Linked DNA regions of Rattus norvegicus: region 2 is linked to region 1. Evidence: chromatin contacts called from public Hi-C data. All regions are on one chromosome and are shown on one strand. Each heading gives the region's core, a stretch centred on a gene start, on an enhancer-like site or on the middle of the called end of the contact. The rest is flanking DNA. Distances are from core to core; before and after follow the strand shown.

Region 1 (4,325 bases), core at 851-3,350:
TGATCAGGTTATAGATCTCCTAACTTACTTTTTTTTAAAAAAAAAAATTGTTTATTTAATGTATGTGAATACACTGTTTCAGACTCACCAGAAGAGGGCATCGGATCCCATTACAGATGGTTGTGAGCCACCATGTGGTTGCCGGGAATTGAATTCAGAACCTCTGGAAGAGCAGTCAATGCTCTTCAGTCCCGCCGAGCCATCTCTCCAGCCCCTCTAACACTCATGTTTATTAGAAACTGATGAACTCAGTATCCAATTCAAGCTAGTAAGAATTATAAATTTTATTATATTGTATTTTACATGTTAGTTTTTTGCCTTAGTTTTACATTAACTTTTGCCTGCATGTTTGCATGTGTACCATGTGTGTGCAGGGCCTGCGGAGACTAGAAGAGGCTGCCAGATCTTCTAGTGCTGGAATTATAGGCAGTTTTATACCAACTTACAGGTACTGGGGACTGAACAGGAGTCCTCTAAGAGCAGCAAATGTTCTTTAACCACTAAGCCATCTCTGTAATCCATCCACGTAGCAGGGATTGTATCCCTTCTCTTCTTATTTATATCTTAAATCAAACATAACTTTTAACATCTTTGTTATGTGCCCTGTTAACCTTCTATATGTGCTTTCGTGTGAGCAATACAAACAAAAATGGGCATTTCATGGAATTTTCATACCGATTTTGATTTTATTGATCCCCACCCACACTTCCTTCCTCTGCCCTCCTACCCTTCGCCCTGCTTGTCCCCAGTAGTCCCCAACCTCCTTGCATGTCACGTACATCATTTGACTTTTTTTTCTTTCTCCCCATGACTTCTTTCCTCCCCTTTCTAGTTTCATGACCTAGAGGCTCCATCCCATGCATAGAAACAGTTACATCTAGAGCCTACATATGAAGGAGAATGTGTGTCTTTTATCTTTCTGAGTCTGCTGTACCTTCCCTCTCAGACATTCTAATTTCTAGTCTGCTGAGTGCATGTCTGTGTCCCAGTTGAATAGCAAAGCCTGTCTTATTACAAGTCAGCTTTCAGAGCTTCACGCCATTTTTCTCCCGAAACTGCCCCCCGGGAAGTCTCAAAAGAAGCTATGGAAGCTGCCAAAGGGTTGGTGGCTAGTAGAGAGCTTCTAGCTAAGAAGAGAAAGGGCAAGGGGACAAGACAGAGAGGTGGCCCCAGAGAAAGGGACTGTGCTCTGGTGGTTATGTCCACTGTAAGGGTTCCTCTGTCCTATTGCTTAGTGTCTGTGACCCAGGGCTAAGGACTTTATGCTGTCCATTCCCACATTTGTTAAGTAGGAGAACAAATAGAAGCCAACAGCATGGCCATAAACTTAGAAGGCTCTCAACATGGTGTAAGGAGAAAAGAAGAGAAGACAGAAAGGAAACAGGAAGGTTGGAGTCAGTCTTGTGTTTGACGGATGGTTAGTTACTGTGGGACATATTGGTTTAGTGGAGCATGGGTCTCCTTGATAAGTTCTTAGTGGGTGATCTGGATGAGAATCAACCACCTCATACTACCTACATTCTACATGCACAGCTCCCGTATGTGCCTCTCCACCCTACACTCCCTGTCATTAGCTAGGAAAGGATGTCAATGGAGAACTCTGCTCTCTCTGCTGTAGCTGTTGGGGTAGACACCCTTGACCCGGGGGCTTTGGGGGAGGTACAGCTTCAGGTGTAAGCTGAGAGCACTGAGTTCTAACGAGTGATGAAGCCCTAGCAGCTGCGTATGGAGATCATGCTATGCACAATTTTAGTCTGATTGTCCTACTTCAGTTCAGTCCTTCACAAATGTGCTTCCTGGTTTCCTTTACTCCCTTTCCATCCAAGAACTGTCCCTGGCCCTAAGGGACACCTATTAGTGAAAGTGACGAGTCTTCAGCCACTTCTTGATGTGCAGGGTCATTGGGTTTGCTCAGATTTCCCATTTTTAGGAGCCCCTAGGTAAGATTCTTAGAGTCTCTCCCCCTTCTAGCCCAAATCTCTTTCTCCAGCAGACACGTGCTTTTCCTTCATTCCTCTCTTGTTTGAGCGACCCAAACCTCATGATCCTCCAGTTTTCAGCATGACAGCAATGTGATGTCATTGCATATGTCCCCAGAGAGGATGATTCATGGCTAGAGAAAAAGAAGTCCCCTCCCTATTGGCCCAAACTCCAAGACAGCCTACAAACAGTAGAAAGGCAGGGTTCCATTTACATTACAGTTCCCTCTCTGGTACCTAGAAGGAAACCCTCAATTCCTATCACCGAGTTTAGAGCTTAATCTGTGAAGATCTTTAGCTTTACAGGGTCCAAAAGACACAAGACTGATGGTGGTCACAAAAATGTTTAAAACTCTTCCTGACTTAGCACTCGTGGGTCTGAAGGGATTGCAGATGACAGCACAAAAGGAATGGACACCAGCAGCACCCGAATAAAGCAGCTAGAATGGATTAAGTAGGCAGGATGAATAGCATTTTTGATACGTTCTTTAAACCCAGTGGAGAGATCTGTGCTGAGAAGCCAGGTTTCTGGAGCTAGAGCCCTGGCTGTCTACTTACTTCCTGTGTGATTCTAAGAGAATTGTTACCTAACTTTTCACATCTCGGTTTGTTCCTGTGTGGCACTGAGGAAAACATATCCTCCCACCTCACAGAGCTGAGAGATTCATTCCACAGCTCCCAGATGGTGTGTGGGCTTCCGGTAGGTCACAGGTGATCTCTCTTCCCAGAAGCACCCTCAGCTGAGGGAAGCTGCCTCCACTAGGGTTTATCCCCCTTCCCTGGGGGCTGGGAAAGGGCTGATTCAGGGAATATCTGCAGGGTAGGGCAGGGCAGCTCAATACAAGAGCTCCTCTAGATCGGCACTGCCCCAAATCCTTCTTCCTCCCTGTCACAGATACATCGAGGATATTATCCTCAATGCATTCCCTATAGGCACGTCTCAGAATCACACAATTTTCCACTCATCCTGGCTTTTATCCTACCAATAACAAGTTACAGAAAATGTTCCTTTCTCCCTCCTCCTCTTTCTCTTTCTCCTCCTCATCCTCTTTCTCCCCCATCCCCTTTTCCTTATTCTGACATGAGCCAGCCCATTCTATCTCTAACACAATTCTGGGTTCCTAACTGGCACTCCAGGGATATTGGCTGAATGGATTGTCAGCAGTACATACTTCTAATAGGGATGAGCCACTTACCAGGAGACCCCATCCTCTCTGTAGGTTGCTGTGTCCCAGGGAATCCTGCTATAAGAAAGCTGCTGCTCTTAGCCCCACAGTCTTGGCCAAGGCTTCCTACCCTTCTTAACCAACACATCCCACAACTCTTCCTCTCCCTATTTTTCTCCTTGTTATTCCAAATTGTATTCTTTACATTTGTCCTTCTGGTTTTGTTTGTTTAACGCCCTCGTTTATCTCAAGGGAGTTTTGTTGTTGTTATGTTGATGTATTTTTATTTAATTTGTTTGAGGATGTCCTATATGAGTACCGTATTTACATAATTTTACCACTCCCTCTCCCCCTCCTACTCCTCCACATCTGTAACCACTCCCACTCAAACTTACAACTTCTTTAGTTGTCAGTGGTTTACACCTACACGCTCCACTGATTCCATAAACTCAGGTGAGCATCTGTTTAGGGCTCACCACCTGGCTTGGATAACCTATCAGGGGCCTCATCCCTAGAGAACACTGATGCTCCCTCGGCAGTCCTGGATGGATTGCTTGTGGCCCTTGATTGATGGGTGTGGCCATGTGAAATGTCCCACGCCCACCTTGGCATGCCAACAAGTTGGTATCAGTATGCTTGTCGTGTTTAGACAGCCAGGTTGATGAGATTACATGGACGAAGGAAGCATTGGCATCTTGTTGCTGTTAACTTTTGATTGGTTCACTGTAAATTCCACACCATGTACTCCAATCCCTCTCTCCCCTGATACCCTCCCTCCACCCTTGCAACCCACCGTCCCAACAGAGAAAAAGAAATCTCATTGTGGAAGCTGTAGGGTGCCCCACAGTCTACCCTTTTGCCACACATTTCAGCATCTTCCTCAAATGCACATGAACTATGAGTGGGATTGTGCTCTTCATAGACCCAGATAGCCTTGACTGAGAGGATCCTATCCACCTTCTGGTCAACTTTCTCTGATACCACCAGGTAAAACATCAAATCCTGTTAGTCCTTGTGTTCTCTTTAATTTTAGAATGGTCTTTCGCTGCCAGGGTTGCATCAGGTTGACAGAAGGGTAAGGAAAGTCCCAGTGTGGCCGATTTAGGTCTGGAGCCTTGAGCTTGGCACTGGCTTGCTTGACTCATCCAACAGGAGTCATAATGTCTTGTTCAGGGAACTT
Region 2 (4,148 bases), core at 114-2,613, 190 kb after region 1:
ACCCAAACAGGAGCAACATGTCCCCTAAACGAACAACAAAAGTACTTTCCAAGTAAGATCAGACGGGGAAAATAAAATAAAGTGTGTTAAAGAGGGTTGAAGGAAATTTTGGGAAACAATGTAATTACTACTCTGCCCATAATAGCAACTTTTATATTTTCTCTAGGCACACGTATACACAGGGGTGAGGTGGGGGAACTTAATGATTTAGATTTGAATTTCTCCTGCCTTCTCATTGACCTTGAAAAACGAAGTAGCTCAGGTTACACAACCTTGAACTAAGCAGAGACTAAAGCTTCACAGTGCTAGTGTTGAGCATACAGTTGGGGCTACAGCTTGAGTTTAGGTTGGTGTTGGGTTCACAGTGACAGATCCGTCCCAGCCTAGGGAAGTAAGAGAACACACCTGTTCAGATGGTGTTACATGAACAGCTTCAGCTCGAACTCTGAGAAGAGAAGGGAAGTTCATCTACACTGGAGAAGTAGACCAACAGACACATTAGAGTTAAAATGGAGTCTCACATACATGGAGGTCAGACCAGAAAGAGAACCAGGTTTCTCCTTCAGGAAAAATCCCACCCATTTCTGTAAGGTGTCCTAATACTTTTTTGTATCACTGTTTAGAGTCACCCCATGGCACCAGTGTCAACATAAAGGGACAAGGAAGGAACGGCAGGCTTATGAGAACTCTCAGGTCCTCTTCTCGAGGTGTCCTGACCACAGCTGGAAGCAACTCCCGTGTTTATCTGCAGTCCCTACAGAGCCCAGAGCACACTGTGTAATGCGCTGTGTGCCTTTCAAGTCGGAAGCTCTGTACATAAAAGCACTTACCCTTCGGGGGTCCCAGCTATAGTTATTTCTGTACAACCATCAACAAAGCCATTAGCCACAGGATCTGAGGTGGCTGCTGACCTGGTACGGCGGACAGGCACGGCATGCTTGTCCTTCAGGGGACCTCACTGAAGTCACTGCTGTGGCTTCCTCAGCTTGGACATATTTGGTCTAGGGAATGCAAGGAATTTGCTGGCTGAGCAACTTCACCCATTCTGCTTTGTAAGGCTCCTCTCCATAACTGTTTCTAAAAAAAGAAGAAAAATCCCCCAGCAGGCTCTGTGGCAGAAGTAGCACCCTGGTCAAGGGGACAGTTTAAATGTGAAAGAAATTTCTCAAAACTGCACCACACTTACTCCAGAACCAGAATCTGGTCCTTGCTTCGCCTAATTATCACTCCCTAGAATTACTGCCTACCTGTCCTGAAGACAAATGGCTAATGGGAGTTCTTCCTGGTTTACTGATGTTTAAACTGAGAGTCCCAGAAGCTGAACATGGCCATGTTGAAGCACTGGGTGGCAGACCAGGACTTGGCAGGCAATTGTCATGGTGCTGTAAGGTTGTGTAATATTGGTGGTGTATTCTTCTCCCAGATACTGTGTAACCGTCACTACCTTCCTACTATATTCAATTTGATAAAATATCCTTAGGCATTAAGTCTGGATTTAAGAAAAATACATAAATCAAGGTCAGGCTAATGACATAGTTAAAAAAAAAGTAGTATTATTACAATTAGTGTGATATTTTTTATTTGTAAATAACCCCCAACACTGTATCTTAAACCTTCTTCAGAAAGTAAAAATTGGGTTAGTGTCATGTAGAAACCATGCTTTCCCTCATTTAATTTACTCACTTATGAGTTCAAACAAACAAACAAACAAACAAACAAAAATTAGCCGCATCTTAAGGGAATAAGCCCAAACTAAATTAATTTGGGTGCCTAAGTGGAAAAAGGTGGAACACTTTTGCCATCTAGTGACAGAATGTGGCCTGGCAACTAAACCAGCCAACACAATTCCTTTCTACAAACTCTCCTCAGGACTATGAGCCCAGAAATGGCTCTGGTGACAAATTAATGGTGGTGGTGGTGGTGATGATGGTGATGGTGGTGGTGGTGGTGATGGTGATGATGGTGGTGGTGGTGGTGATGGTGATGATGGTGGTGGTGGTGGTGATGGTGATGATGGTGGTGGTGGTGGTGGTGATGGTGATGATGGTGGTGGTGGTGATGGTGATGATGATGGTGATGATGATGATGGTGATGGTGGTGGTGATGATGATGGTGATGGTGGTGGTGGTGGTGATGGTGGTGGTGGTGGTGGTGATGATGATGATTTCAGTGCAAGGAGACAGTCTCAAGAGGTTTAGATGCTTCTCAAGTGTTTCTGGAGGTAGACCCAATTTTTCTTTGAAAGATGCACCATGGGTCTTGTTGAGTTCCTTCATTTTGCCTAAAACCACAGTCATCATTTTATGAATTAACCAGGGTTGGAAGTGCACACACAATCAGTAAGCCTGAGGTGTTTTCTCCTGTCTGAACAGGACTTGTTCTTCACAAGGCTTGGAATCGGACTCGTAACTTTTTTCTTGGTTCTCTGTCTCTGATCTTGTCTGAAATCTAGGGTCTTCTCACAATGCTCAGCAGATATAAAATATGTAAAGATACTTACCCTGCTTCAAAAACTTCAAAATATTACTTTGAGCCCAAGAAATTACAAAGTAATAAGCTTCGTGTGCATTTGTGGAAGATGTACTTTGTCTCATGTTTCTGTTTCATTTGATTGGGTTCATGGTCTGTGTGGAAAGGTATTTACTTAGGAAATTTGGAATTCATGTGGCGGGATGAGAACGTTTTCTGTTACAAAAAAAGAGGAAAGTACACTTCAGTTTAGTAAATGTAGGAGTTAAATGAACACCAGTGTACTCGAGAACTGTACAGCCTGGGCATTATAGAATTCGGTTAGGTTTTGTTCCAGTGACATTCACAGGGTGTGGCTCTCTGCTCCCTTCTCAAGAGGATGGTCGTTAGCTTGGTGTGTCCCTCAGAAATCTTTTAAAAACCCAAATTCCAACTAGACTTTGACTCCTGAGGTTCCATAAAGCCACGTATGTGTGTCAAGGTCGCCTTCCTATTCCTCTCCATTTATATTTGAACTTTCTCCACCATATGGGTTCTAGAGATTGAATTCGGGCCATGAGCCTCAGTGGCAAGCACCTTCACTCACTGAGCCGTCTCCCTAGGGCTACCTTATTTTTAAAGACAGTCACTACTGGGCCTAGAACTACCAATCAGCACTGGCTAAGAAGCAAGCAGCAGGGAGCCTTTTGTCTCCGTGACCCTAGTGCTTGTTTCTAGGGATGTGCCGTGGCATTGACTGTTGACATGTGTGCGGGGGCTCTAAACGCTGCCAGCATTACTGACTGAGCTGCCACCCCACCCTGTGACATGATTTTTATAATAGTGACTCTTAGAAATAGTGCTTATGTGGCCCAGCATTGGTTTAGGCCAAGACTGGCTACCAGCAAATATAAAGTTGACTAAACTGTCTTTCGACTTGCTGCTTAACCTTTCCAATTCTTTCAAAGTCCACAGGTGAAGCTGGCCCAGACAAAAGTGACAAAGATCCAGAGAGGATGTAGTTGTATTTTCTATGTCTTTTGTGGAACCAGGGATCGGATCCAAGATCTTACAGATGCCAGTGCCTCCACACCACTTCACTGGTGTGTGAGAGCACAGTGAGTCCACTGGGAACGAAGTGAGGAGAGACAGAATGGAAACAAGCCAAGAGTTCATCACTGTATAAAGTTTTTAAAGACAGGTTTATTTATATATAAGTGCATGAAATTGAATACAGAAACTTTATTAAAATACTGTATATTACAAACTTTAATCCAATAAATTCTGTGTAATGACATTGAAGTGCTGGACTCACTTTAACATATATTCTGTGTGTTTTCAGCAGTTCACCCTGTATATTACAAAGAGGAGAGCCATGTGCAGATGGATCTCGGAAGTTGTCCTGGGACCAGACGCAGATGGTGTAAGTTGTGCGTCTCCCTTTACAGCAGTGAACTGAACTGCATTCTTATCTTCTGAGGCCAACTTTCAAGAATCAAAGTAACTTGCATATGTTTATTGCTGCCCTTTGAAGAAAATGTGTGGTGAAAAATAATTTAAAATAAGGACCAGCATCTCTGAGGCTAACCTGATGCTTACTGCGATTAAAATACTTAAAATTCACTGCAAAATTTGTGTCTCCAGGGAGTTATGCTATATACACAATGAGATTTGTACATGACTTGGGAAATAAAAAAATT

Evidence for each region. Hi-C and Micro-C count contacts between places; a contact is called where the count stands out from the background.
Region 2: a Hi-C map of the A7r5 cell line shows a contact between it and region 1, with 7 times the contacts expected there. The contact joins two enhancer-like sites. A contact is called at or near these places in 2 of 12 Hi-C or Micro-C datasets (the A7r5 cell line and Schwann cells).

Annotation. Positions count from the first base shown.
Region 1 is chr17:23,140,106-23,144,430 of GRCr8, forward strand. The region is part of intron 2 of Adtrp (androgen-dependent TFPI-regulating protein); the gene reads left to right. Among named protein-coding and RNA genes, the nearest start is that of Adtrp, 6.5 kb to the left of the region's middle. Within about 2 kb of position 2,101, at least 15 of the 93 cell types and tissues checked have an H3K27ac peak or open chromatin away from gene starts, as enhancers often do. A contact at or near this core is called in the A7r5 cell line, where this site is marked.
Region 2 is chr17:23,333,283-23,337,430 of GRCr8, forward strand. It overlaps a transcript of Tmem170b not described here. Among named protein-coding and RNA genes, the nearest start is that of Tmem170b, 40 kb to the right of the region's middle. Within about 2 kb of position 1,364, at least 30 of the 93 cell types and tissues checked have an H3K27ac peak or open chromatin away from gene starts, as enhancers often do. A contact at or near this core is called in the A7r5 cell line, where this site is marked.